Regions from separate parts of the Mus musculus genome. Here region 1 is linked to region 2. The links are chromatin contacts, called in public Hi-C maps. All regions are on one chromosome and are shown on one strand. Each heading gives the region's core, a stretch centred on a gene start, on an enhancer-like site or on the middle of the called end of the contact. The rest is flanking DNA. Distances are from core to core; before and after follow the strand shown.

Region 1 (5,790 bases), core at 1,779-4,278, 640 kb after region 2:
CCTGGCACCTCAGTAACCTTGGCTGCTCCCCACTCCACCTTGGCCTCTCCTCCAGGACAGTAGCTCCATCCATAGCGGCCTTAGGTTAAGTGTTGTGACTCCCCAATGTCATTGTGCTTGGAAATTGCTGAGAACCAGAAGTACTCCTGTTTTTGGATTTTGAGAGCTGGATTCTGGTTCTTGCTAACACGAGAGGTGTGTGTGTGGGGGGGGGGGATAAATGCTCTGGTGGGATTTCTGGAGGTCCGGTCACACATACAGAAACATGGGGGAGGGGCAAGTTCTGGGGCCTCCATCACAAAATAGTCCCTCCCCCCAAAACTATCCAGAGGAGTCCCCAGAATGGCTCCCACACCTTGGACCTCACAACCATTGGCAATGAGAAAGGCTTCACTCGTAGGTGCCACCATATCCCACCACCTAAGGTCAGGGCAAAAGCCATCTGAACTAATCCCTCAGCACTCCCAAGGGGCATACTACCATGACCCTGTTCTTTTCAGATGACAGTGAGAGGGTGAGAGGCTGCTCCAGACACCTGCCAAAGAGATGGTGTTCATAGCACCGACCCATTTAGGTCCCATGGGAAGGCCCAGCTACCTTTCCTGCTCAACTGAGGGAACACACACACACACACACACACACACACACACAGAGAGAGAGAGAGAGAGAGAGAGAGAGAGAGAGAGAGAGAGAGAGAGAGAGATTCCCTGATTTTTGGGATTTTTTTTTAACTCAAGAAGAGGGGTGGGGGGGCAGCTTATGGAGGAAGACAAATTCTCCCTTGGGGCTCTTGGGCAGAGGAAAGCTTGCTTAGTCCTACCAGATAGTGGTCACAGGCATCTAGGAGCCCAGGCTGGGCTAACAGAGACCCCCCTCTCTACTCAGGACTGACCACCAAGTTGTTCAGAGCACCACAGCCAAAAGCCTTCCCAGCCATGAAAGATGAGGTAAAGGCATGAAACCCAGGTACCACTCCAGGGAGTCCCCCAACCTCGGGCACCCAGGTCCTTCCGCTGACACTTTTTCCCATTTGATGATAAGAGGACTTTGCTGAGAAGAATGGTCAGCAATGGAAGCCAGGGCCGGTGCAGTCAAGCGCCCAACTCAAAGGCCTTGGCGCCAGAACCAGGTAGCTGGGATCTGCATGGATCCTCCTCCCAAAGGGCGGTGGGTCCCTTCACAGGCCCAGGAGATTCATTACAGGCTGCTGAGAGTCCAGGAAGCAGTGGCCTGCCCACCCTGCCCCCATCCCAGCAAGCTCAAAGCCCCGGCACCCCTCACCTTCATAAACAAACACCCAGGGACATAGCCTACCCTCACAAACCTACAATAAACACAACCACTCTCAGCCGCAGACACTCCCGCCCAGGTCTGCAGGAATAAGGAAGAGACTTTCAATCCTGCCTCTGAGGCCACCAGGTTTGGTCCCTACCCCTCTCTGGGCCTCAATTTCTTCACCTGTAAGATGGCGGAGGTGCAGAGAGCTGGGAAGGGTGCTGATCTTCAGCGACTGTTTCTACCTCTCGCCTGGAAAGTCGGTCTCCCAGGTACCGGAACCCGCCCCTCCTACAGGTCTGGTCACTGGCCTTCCTAGGGCCAAGATGAGGCTGGCCTCAGAGCGCCGGGCGACACATAGTAGGATCGCCGGGCAAGGCGGGCACAGATGTCCGCAGGTGCTCCGAGTGGGGGTGGGGGTCTGGTCCCGGCCGGCCCGCCAAGAGTGACTAACGCCCGCGAGGTGCGGTGCGCTCCGTTCGGTCACACTGCCCCTCCACCCCCAATCCGGGGAGGCCGAGACAGATTCCGTCTAAAGGAGATCGCGGCTCAACAGGTAAGGACTCGGCTGGGTTCAGGAATGTGGAAATACGACTCGGAGCAGCTACGGCGGCGAGCAGCGAGCGCGGCCCGCCTGGAGCCCGCCCGGCCGGCCGCGCCAGGGGGAGCTCGGTGAGAGGGGGCCGGGCGCAAGGCCCCGGGCGGGCGGGGGCGCGGGCCCGGGACGGAGCCCGAGGCTGCTGCGCCAGCCCCACGGCCCATCCCGAGCCAGCCGGACGAGTTGTCAAGGTAATTTCAACATGTCCGGGTGATGGATAGAGACGAAGGGCCGCGGCGGGTGCAAGGCCTGCGCGCTCGCGGCGAGTGCGCGCCCCGATCTCCCCCGCCGGGGATGCCCCACGCACCCCCCCCCCGGCCCGGCGCGCCCTCCCGGCGGCTAGCGCTCGGCCCGGGCTCGGCGCCCAGCGCAGCCCGGGGGAGGGAAGGCGCGTCCCACCCCCGGGGCCTGGAGCCCAAACAGGTGAAAGTACGCGCCCGGCACGCTCGCCGCTACCCGCGAGCCCCGCTGCGGCCGTCCGCGGACCGCGCTGTCCCTGCTGCGTATTGGCTCCGCGCCCCTCCGGAGGATCTCTGGCTCCGGGGGGGCTCGGTTGAGTCTCAACGAGGCTGGGTTGAGGGCCGGAGATACCAGCCAGCCTGGCCACTTCAAGAAACGCCCTCCCCCACCAACTCCTATCCCCAGGTCCGCTGGAGGAGGCTCTGGTGGCTGCCGGCTCCCCGTCTGCAGCCCCCCGCCCAGAGAAATACTCACCCGAGCTTCACGTAGAGGACGCCAAAGCAGAGAAACACGTAAAAGATCCACTTTCGAAAGTTTCTGTGCATGATCCAGGGAGGGGGGCTGCGCCATAGACAGCTGCGGCCGGAGGGGACGCGCGGGTGGGCAGGGGCCGGGCAGGAGCCAGGGAGCTGCGGTAGGACCACGCTCAGCCGGCGCTTCGGCTCGGGAGGCGGGCGACGCGTGGGCACCCGGCACGCGTTGCCACCATGGTGAGCCCAGGGCGCCGCAGCCGCCGCGTGCGCCCGGGGGAGTGACCCGGGCGGGGAACCGCGACCTCGGAGCCCAGCGGAGTGACCGTGGGACTCTGCGAGCGCAGGCCGGGGCCAGGAGCAGCGGGCGGGCGCTGCCTCCACTGGGCTTAGCCGCCTGGGGCCGTGCGCGCCTCGCGGTGCGCCGGGGCGGCCAATGTGTCCGCACTTGTCCGCCTCCCCAGGTGACTCGCGGCCCCGGCAAGCGAGCCGCGAGCAGGCGAGCGCGCCCCAGGTAGGAGGATCCGCCTCCCGCCCGCCCTCCTCGCTCGCAGCGCGCTCTCTCGCGCGCGCTCCCTGGCTCTCCCCTCCCTTTTCTCCTCCCTCCCCCGTGACACACGAACGCATCTAACCCCTCGCCCCCCCTCCCCAGGCCAGCTCCCTTCCGATCGCCCTCCCAGGACTGCGTGGGAAGAGGGGAGGGAGGGGAGAGGGTGCGGCTCCAAAGAGACACCTGCGCTCCTCAGAGACAGTGAAGGTGGGGGTAGGGGCGGGGGCTAAGAAACTACCCGCTCAGGGCTTGGTGGTCACTTGGTTTCCAGTTTCTAGTTAAAGAGAGAGAGACCACCCACCACCATCTCCTTTCTATGTGCAGACATCTTTCCCCTAGACGTTACCTACGTGGGTGCTTCCAGGGCCACAACTCCGGATCAGGCATTGTTACCTGCCCAACAAACTCGGGGAAAACTCGTTCCAGTGCCCGGCACTGCAGAGCGCAAGCAGAGCGTGGGACTTGAGACTGGTAGACACACCAGCCTGCCCAGCATTAAAAGTGGCACCATGACAGAGAGACTCAGAAAGGCATCCTTGGAGAGTCCCAGTCTGAGGATTCTGTCTCACTCTGCAGGCCTGTCCGATGCGGGCGGGTGTCAGATCTGATTCTTGTTGAACCGCTAAAGTGGGAAGTCAGACTGGCCTAGGTGCCTGGCACATCCTGTGGTGTGTCTCGCTTGATCCTATCCTGGATAAATGGGTGACAGGGACACTGCCTGTCACAGCTAGGTCTGTCTTAGCACAGCGGACCAGCTAGTAACCAGACACATGGTGGGTGGGTGGGGGGTGTGTGCCAGGTTTTCAAGCGTCTACAGCCCCGGACAGCAGCATCAAATGGCGCCCTTATGACAAGGGGATGAACTCGGAGGGCGCTCGTCTTTAAACTGGCCAACACCCAATTGCCTGGTGTGGAAATGAGGAGGGGTATGAGGGGGCGCTGTCCTCAGCCCGGAACCTCGAGCTCAAAAGCTACCGTCCCTGCCCCTAATCCCCTCTTAATCTCTCCAAATCCTCTGAACTTTTGCCACGACCCGACCCGGGAGAGAGAGAGTCGCTCCTGAACCCCAGGTCCAGAAGCCGGCAGGTGCAGCTGTGCAGATCGTTTTGAGTTGGAGGACTCTTTAGAAAGGAGAATTTGGACATCACAAGCAGGGAAACTAAGGCACAGATGTCAAACGGTAGTTGCAGTCCCACACCACTGTCCCCTGAAACCAAGAACTCTGGATGTCGCACAACTTGGTAGGCAGGGAGCTGAGCTGGGCCAGGTGGCTGGGAGCAAGCAGAACAGCCTGGTAGCTTGGCAGGTGGATGCTGCCATCCCGTGGCGACAGGGAGCAACGCTTGCCACAAGAGCTGGACTTGAAATGGTTAGGGATTCCTCACTTTGCCTTGGAGTCTGGGGGCTATTCCACCGTCCCCACCAACAACCCCTGTCTTGGGGTCTGTTAGTGAGACAAAATATTTATGTGGCTGCATCGGGGCTGGAATAGCAACAGCATCCACGCGTGCCTCCTCCTCCCTGCAAACAAACAAACAAACAAACAAACACCAAACAATCCTGGGGTCTTAAGATTCCTAGCCCATCTCCAGACCTGTCAGATCGGGAGGCCCAAGATAGGGTTGGCCTTGGGATTCTCTAGGAGGGTTATGTCAGAGAAAAGTGGGTAATTCTATTGGTAGATGGGACCCGACCTGCTTCTAGGCCTTAGTTTCCCCAAAACAGAATGCAGGGTTGTCTGAAGTACTGCATAGGGTCTGTAACACAGCGACGTGCTGCCCCCTGCCGACAGCAGGTGGGAAGCAGCACCGCCCAGGCGTCCTAGGAGACCTAGAATCACAGAGGGCCTCCTACCCGTCATTTGACCTTGCAGCTTGAAGAAGATGGGTTAAAGCTTAGCTCCAAGACCCCCCACATCTGTCTGTGGGATACGGTGGGGACTTGCTTCTACCGGGAAGCTTCTCTCCGAAGGGCTAGGTTGGGATTGGTATGAAGAAGACAGAAGGCTCCAGAGCCAGGACAGTTTGAGGACCTGGTTATCTGTGGGTTCAGCCAGGCTCCGCTATCCTTGCCTGTGCTTCCTTGTCGTCGTCGTTGCCGCCACCACCACCACCACCACCATCATCATTCCTATACTCCATGGTGTTTGTAGTGGCTATTCCTGGTTGTCAACTTGACTATATCTGGAATGGACTACAATCCAAAATCTGAAGGCTCACCCATGATCCTAGTCTGGAGGCTGAGAAATACAAGTTTCTGACCATGGAGATCTTGAGGCATAGTGGCTATGAAATCCAGAAGATTAAGACAGGGAGACCTCTGAGTTCAAGGTCATCTGGGATTAAAGGGGTGGTGACACACGCCTTTAATCTGGGCCTCACCTTCTGCTGGAGACCATATAAGGACATTGGAAGAAGGAAGATTCTCTCTCTCTCTCTCTCTCTCTCTCTCTCTCTCTCTCTCTCCTTGGCCTGCTTGCCTTCTGGGACTGAGCAACTGCTCTATCCTTGGACTTCTATTCACAGCTGCTGCTGACCATTGTTGGGAGCTGGACTACAGACTGTAAGCGATCAACAAATTCCCTTACTATATAGAGACTTCCCATAAGTTCTGTGACTCTAAAGAACCCTGACTAATACAGTGATTTTTTTTTCTGA
Region 2 (6,234 bases), core at 1,490-3,989:
CAGCCTGTCTCGGCTGGTGCTGGCCTTTGACCTGGAGCTGCTTGACTGAACCAGGAACCGCCTTTCCATGGGAAAGACCATGAGTGGTGGCTCGTGGGGAGCTGGCGGTGGACAGACTGGGTCTGGAGTTTATCCATGAGGTGCTCTTACTAGCTTTCCTCCCTAGTTAGCATGGACGGGGGCTGTCAGGAATAATGGATTTTATTAAAAGCACAAATTTGGTAGTGTTTTTATATCATTTCTATACCACAAATAAGCCTTTATTTTAAAAGAAAAAAGTGAAATCGTGCTGAAAAGGGTTGTGTGCTCATGGCCGTTTGTGCCCTGCTGAGCCCTGGTGGGCACAGTCTGAATGGAGTTCTCTCACGAGCCGTGTGCTCATGAGAAGCAAGAGTATGGGAGTGGAAGACGGCTCATTTGGCCCGTAGCTTCAGACAGCAGCATATTATTTGGCGTCTGAAGAAAACATTTTTATCTTTACTTTTTTAAGGATGAGGTATTATTGAGTATGTCCATTTGGAAGAGAGCCATGGTTCTACACGCTGGTCATGTTACCTCAGAGCGGTGAGGTTGCTAATACTAGTATTCTCTGAAGACCAGACATGGGTTAAATTCGAGATTTGATGACGAGCTGGTCATGGTTCCTGTCTAATCCCGGTGCTGGAAAAGCTGAGGCAGGAAGATCATTTGAGTTCACAGCAGCTTGAGCTACTGTAAGACACCTCCCCCACCCCCAATAAAATCAAATAGAATAGAAAGTTTGACTCTTTAAAAGTCCACTTGCATTTCTCATAAAACCATTTGACACTAGGACCAGATCTTGTCTGAAGGCTCAGGGTCAGTACCCAGGGGCGCACACTTGTGTGATCAGGTTCCGACAAAAGCTGGGTGGCACAGTTGCTTTCTTAAAGCTGCCGTGCTAGGTGGGATGAAACCTGGTTAACTTTTATTTTCACATGGGTCTTAGTCTCACTATGTAACCCTGGCTAGCCTTGAACTCAGATCCACCTGCCTCTGCCTCCTGAGCCCAGAGATGTTCTTGAGGTGGGGTGACAGTGCTCTGTGCATTTTGGCACGTATCTGCAGATGCATGTTTGTGCTTCTTGGGCTGTGGACCTAAGGAGATGCTGTGCGGTTTGGTTTGGTTTTGCCTTGTAGCATGGAGAATTGGTTCCTAGCAAGCAGGTTGCTGCTTCTGTTGGCCCTGGCCCTGGCTTCTTCACATTGGGCTTCCCAGCTTTCCAAAGATGAAACAAGGGGTGTGCATTTCAGAACAGTACTGTGTAGCCACGTGCCTGTGGGGCTGACACGTGTCAAACTCACAGGCACTTTCAGGAACTTGTCTCTTCATGGTGGCAGTGCTCTGTGAGCATCTGCCCATGCCTTGAATATTTACCAAAAGAATAAAAGCAAAAAAGATCATGACTGGACTGCCTTCTAGAGCTCCCCGGCCAATTTCAGTTGTAAATTAGTGAGGGTGGCTTGCTTTTTTTTCTAACATTCCAGCAATTTGCTGCTAAAGACTATCACTTTTGGAAACAAGAATTACAGGGGAGATGTGTGGGGTGTGACTGTAACTCGGTGTCTTGTCTTTATGCTTTAGGAGCTAGCTCATTGCATCTGACCTGAGTATGGGAATCACTATGAAGTCTGAGTGTCACAGGGAGGCCCCCGGAGGGCACTCTGTTCTTCTTCCACTGTGTGTGTAGCTGGTTCCAACCCATGGCTTAAACTTCATTTATGGTTTAACGTGTTAGAAACTTGCATCTTGTCTGTTTAATGTGAACTGAGGTGTGTATCTCCAGTTTGAAAATCTCACGTTGTGTCTTACATTTGCCTGAAGGAAGTGTGTGTTCTCTGTGGTCAGGGTGCATCTGGCAGATGCTAAGCCTGGGCCTTCCCACACTATAGCTCACACTATGACACATTCCCAGCCCTGCCATGTCCTCCTCAGAGAGCCACACTGTACAGGCTGTGTCTGTGTCAGTGACAGGTCCGACTGTTGGTGGGCTGATGCTCTGTTTTACCATTTCAGTTCTGAATCCTGTTTTTTTACATGCTGTGTGCCAAAAACCAAAACAAACCAACAACAACAACAAAAAAAATACCTCCTATGGCATAGAGGGGAATTCACCTTGCTGTCAGGGAAAGCCGTTTCCCTACCTTTTGAACATTACGAAGTCTGTTCTTGCCAGTTTCTTCATTATGTTACTATCTCTGAAGATGAGAAACAGCCCCTTGAGGCTGCAGAGTACCCACTTAGACCACTGGAGTGGGATTTTAAGGAGATGGCCTGCTCTGTCACTTGTAGGTGAGGTTGGGAGTTCTTCAGGGCGTCTTTCTAGCCACATGCTCTGTACACAGCCACCAAGTGCTCTCCAGAAGCAATCACAAGCCTGAGGACTGTCCCTTAACACAGATTTGTAAAAGTGACGTCAGACTTCGTAGCCAGCACATGGAGTGATCCGCCTTCTACTCGGAACGGGAACTTGTTTTCTCCAGCTAAAATACTTGAATTGTCAGGCAGTGTAATCTCAGTGTGTGTTAGCTTTTGAATGAGCCTTTAAGGAAGTGTAACAATCCATGAAATGTGAATAAATGGAAAGTTGAAAAACCAGCGTTGGGTACTGTTCTGTTCTGTGATATTCTTGGCAGATCAGTGGGGAAAGCAGCACACAGTAGTGTGCACAGACGGATCTGAAGTGGGGGCTGACCAGCTGACTGGGATGTAGGGTGAGCAGCTTGAAGCTTGGCCCGGGCCTGCCTGCACTGGATTACAGTCGGCTGCAGAGCCAGAGCCCTGTTCTAGGCAGGCAGTCCTCCAGCCTCAGACAAATTCCAGCTGGGAGAGGTTAGCTTTCTTCTTCAGAAGTAAGTTATTCATACTAGATTCTTGTTCATTCCGTGATGTACTTACTGGAGTTGTGTTCAGATTCTAAAGTTTCCTAAGAGACACTGCATTATCTGAGTTATAAGGTGTTTTCCTGGTTAGGGGAAAAAAGCTAAAAGGCTGTCCCCGGGGTTCCGAACTGTGAGATTCATAAGTTATAGGTGCTTGCTGAAGAGCAAGATTGTCCCTGAGCCATTAGGGAGACAGACTGATCTGGTGTGGACCCCCAGTGTAACCCTGGAGCTTCCAGTGCCAGAGGTTCATAGAAATTAGAGCTGACAGCTTTTGGGGACCCCGCCCTAAGCCCACTCAGGTCAAGGCCAGTCTTTGATACAGTGGTTTTTGTATAATCACACTACTACTAGTCATTGTATGTGAACGGATGACGCGCTGCACAGCTGTGATCAGCCAGCACTGGCTGGCAGACTCCCTCCCTGTAACTCCCAGATAGAGCCATGACTCCATGCCCGTTAGCACATCCTAGGAGGAGATGGCAGTGACCACCAGCATTCCCAGGAACTATGACAACCTCTCATGACCGTGAGGAACCTCGCAGTCACTGGACCTGAAGGGATGTATTGGGTTTACCTTCTCTTTGAAGATCCCAAGCCCTGGCAAACGGGGGTGACATGGCTTGCTGGGGGACCAGGGCCACATGGCCCTTTCCATCACCCCCACTGAATCACTGGACTTCATTGGTTTCTAGAATTGGCTTAAGTCTTTTGAGTAAAATTGTTTATTCAAAATATAATCAAAGTTCACCAGAAACAATGGTTATTTCAAACTGAGCAACCTAATTGCTTTATTAAAGTCAGAGTCCAAAATGAAAGAGCCATCCACATAGAAGAGAGAAAAGTTTTGATGGCCCACTGGCTTCCATGAGGCTGTAGGAGGCAAGTGAGTGACACTTAAGAACAGGAACATTCATCGCCCATCCCCAAAGCAAGCTTCTCCTTCCTCACATTTCCCAGCTTCCTTCCCTTTAACAAGCACAAAGTCTGATGTCTCCAGTTGACATGGGCATATACAGTGAGCTACAGAGACTGCATTATTTTACACTCCTCTCTTCTACATACGTTCTGGAAGGTTTTCCTTTCCGGGGAACATTCTCTTCCAGGCTGACAGCGGCTCCTTACAGGTATGTATGAGTCAGGATAAAAGACCTGAGAGCAGAACTGCCCTCCCAAGGCAGCTGGGAGACGGAAGGCCAGCAGGGCAGCCAGCTTCCAGAGCAGAGGCTTCAGGCCACTTGAAAGGGCTACCCAGTGATGTGGATAGCAAGGGGGCATGGGTTTCCTGCCAAGCCGCTGCCTCCTTCCCACCTCCTTGTAGTTGTAGCAGTTCAGAAAAACCCTCCTGGTCTGGTGTTCCTAGGGTAGTGACTGGCTCCTTACTATATGTCCCCTCAGTCTCCCTTTCTCTGTCTCCACTGCAGGTCTAACCCCGGGGTATACAGTATATTAGGACCTATTCTTTGTGACATAAGTCATTTGGCATGTTTTAGAAACCCATTTGCATGGAAGGTGGCTATATTTCTGACCCGTGATGATTACAGGCCCTAGAAAGAGCCAGCCAGATGATCTCACCCTCCATGCTCCCCCCTTCCCCCACCTCTCACCCCCACTGCAGAGGAGCTCCGCAACAAGGAAAGTCAGATGCCTGCCAGGATCTTTTCTGAACTCCCATTTTGGGTCCCAACTTCTATTCCAGCCATCTTCCTGCTACTGTGATGGTTTTTAGGGGGTTCTCTTAGAAAAGCTTTGAGAGTTTGCAGTCCAAATACTGCCAGGGTGTATTTTCATGGGAGCACAGAACCGAGCCCAAAATATATCATGTGGTCAGCTTTGGAAATGCCCACACTCTGGCTAGGGTGGTCACTATCCCTCTCACAGGGTCTTCACAGACCAACCAGTATGTGGTATGGCGTCTGTCAGCCCCAGAGGATACCATTTCATAATGTTATCAAAGTCAAGGTCATTCCCTTGATTTGCTATTTGTTTGTATTAATGTGAAACATGTATTAAAGATGGGGGCATTTAAAAGAAAATTCACTTGAAATGTCTCTAAAATATAATGCAATGTCTCAAAGAAAGATGGAATCACAAAGTCAACAGCCACCACTAAGCCTGCCTTGAGAGGCTGGCCTTCTGTTGGGTATGGGTGTTCAAGGGAAAGCCACTCATAATTCGCACACTAACACATTCTATGTGTGCTACCTCATGTCTTCATTGAAATGTTTTTTTGTAGAAATCAGAAGTTTTGAAGTAGCAAAACAAAACATTTTTGTAAGTGTAAATTCTCATGTAACAATTTTGAAAGAAAGAACACTGCTATTTGCATCAAGTGTCCTGATCTACAAAGGGAGGGGCTGAGGTCAACAGAAGGTAAGAAAGCTGAGGGGAGCAGCCCAGATGATGAGAGTGCTTGCCCAGTGGCACAAAGCCCTGGGTTTTACCCCTAGCACAGCATAAAACCGGCATGGTGGTGGAACCCTGTTAACACCAACACATGGAAGTGAAAGGAGGGTCATGAGTTCAAGATCACCCTCTGTGTACAGTAAGTTTGAAGCCAGCATGGGCTATAGAGACCCTGTCTCAAAAACAACAGAGAGCCCGATTGGCAACTCATGGCCTGAAGTCACCTTGGAAGTAGATAAACACCGAACTCCATGGCTTCCTCCACTTGTGGGGCTCTCCCTGTTACAGAACTCAGATCTCCACCCCAGCCACAGGCTATCAAATCACTTAGCTTGTGTGATATTCTAACCCTGGCTGCTGGTCCCAGGGGCTCAGAGAAAGGTTTGGAGGTGCGTGTCAGTATCTACTCACCACTCCTCACCTAGAAGGACAGGGCAGCATTCTGACTTCCTCCCTGGAAGGGCCAATGCAGATGCCCCAAGAGGCTACTTTTGGTTCAAGCTCAAGATATTTACACGAGGTCTCCAGACCCCAGCTCCACTCTTCAGGTCCAGACACAGAAGGCAGTAGCTACCATGCCAAGGTCGGTGACTTCTGTGAAGCAGGTCACCCCAGACCCATGGTACCTGCACATTCACGTCCCTTTTGAGTGTTCTATTTACTTTTTAGGGTCACCGTGTCCACAGGGACAGTCCTACTTAATGATACAAAGGTAAGGGAACCTAAACAGAGAAGCTGTGTGACGGGGTGATGTTAAGATACTCAGATTTTAAAGTGAGAAAAAAACAGCCAATGTGAAAAACGGACAGGACCTAAAACTCAGTACATCCAGAGTTTAGACCAGAAATTTAAAACTTATGAATATGAACACACACACACACTAGACTGGACCAACTAAATACACAGGAAAATTTTTTTTGAGACAGG

Evidence for each region. A called contact is a pair of places that touch in the nucleus more often than the background predicts.
Region 1: a Hi-C map of cortical neurons shows a contact between it and region 2, with 2.7 times the contacts expected there. The contact joins the promoter of Wnt7b here to the enhancer-like site in region 2. A contact is called at or near these places in 5 of 39 promoter capture datasets (embryonic stem cells, hippocampal neurons, liver and 1 more), 2 of 484 Hi-C or Micro-C datasets (both in cortical neurons) and 2 of 115 datasets of contacts at active chromatin or transcription factors (embryonic forebrain and pancreatic cancer cells).

What each region holds. Positions count from the first base shown.
Region 1 is chr15:85,578,793-85,584,582 of GRCm38.p6, forward strand. It overlaps Wnt7b (wingless-type MMTV integration site family, member 7B), which reads right to left and starts at 3,029. Exons shown (of 4, transcript NM_009528.3): 1 at 2,588-3,029. The coding sequence starts at 2,658. AU022754 (expressed sequence AU022754) reads left to right here and starts at 2,350. Exons shown (of 5, transcript NR_040433.1): 1 at 2,350-2,625; 2 at 3,458-5,695.
Region 2 is chr15:84,940,347-84,946,580 of GRCm38.p6, forward strand. It overlaps Nup50 (nucleoporin 50), which reads left to right. Exons shown (of 8, transcript NM_016714.2): 8 at 1-2,617. 5031439G07Rik (RIKEN cDNA 5031439G07 gene) reads right to left here. Exons shown (of 10, transcript NM_001033273.3): 10 at 3,590-6,234. Among named protein-coding and RNA genes, the nearest start is that of Mir1249, 8.2 kb to the right of the region's middle. Within about 2 kb of position 2,740, at least 43 of the 459 cell types and tissues checked have an H3K27ac peak or open chromatin away from gene starts, as enhancers often do. A contact at or near this core is called in cortical neurons, where this site is marked.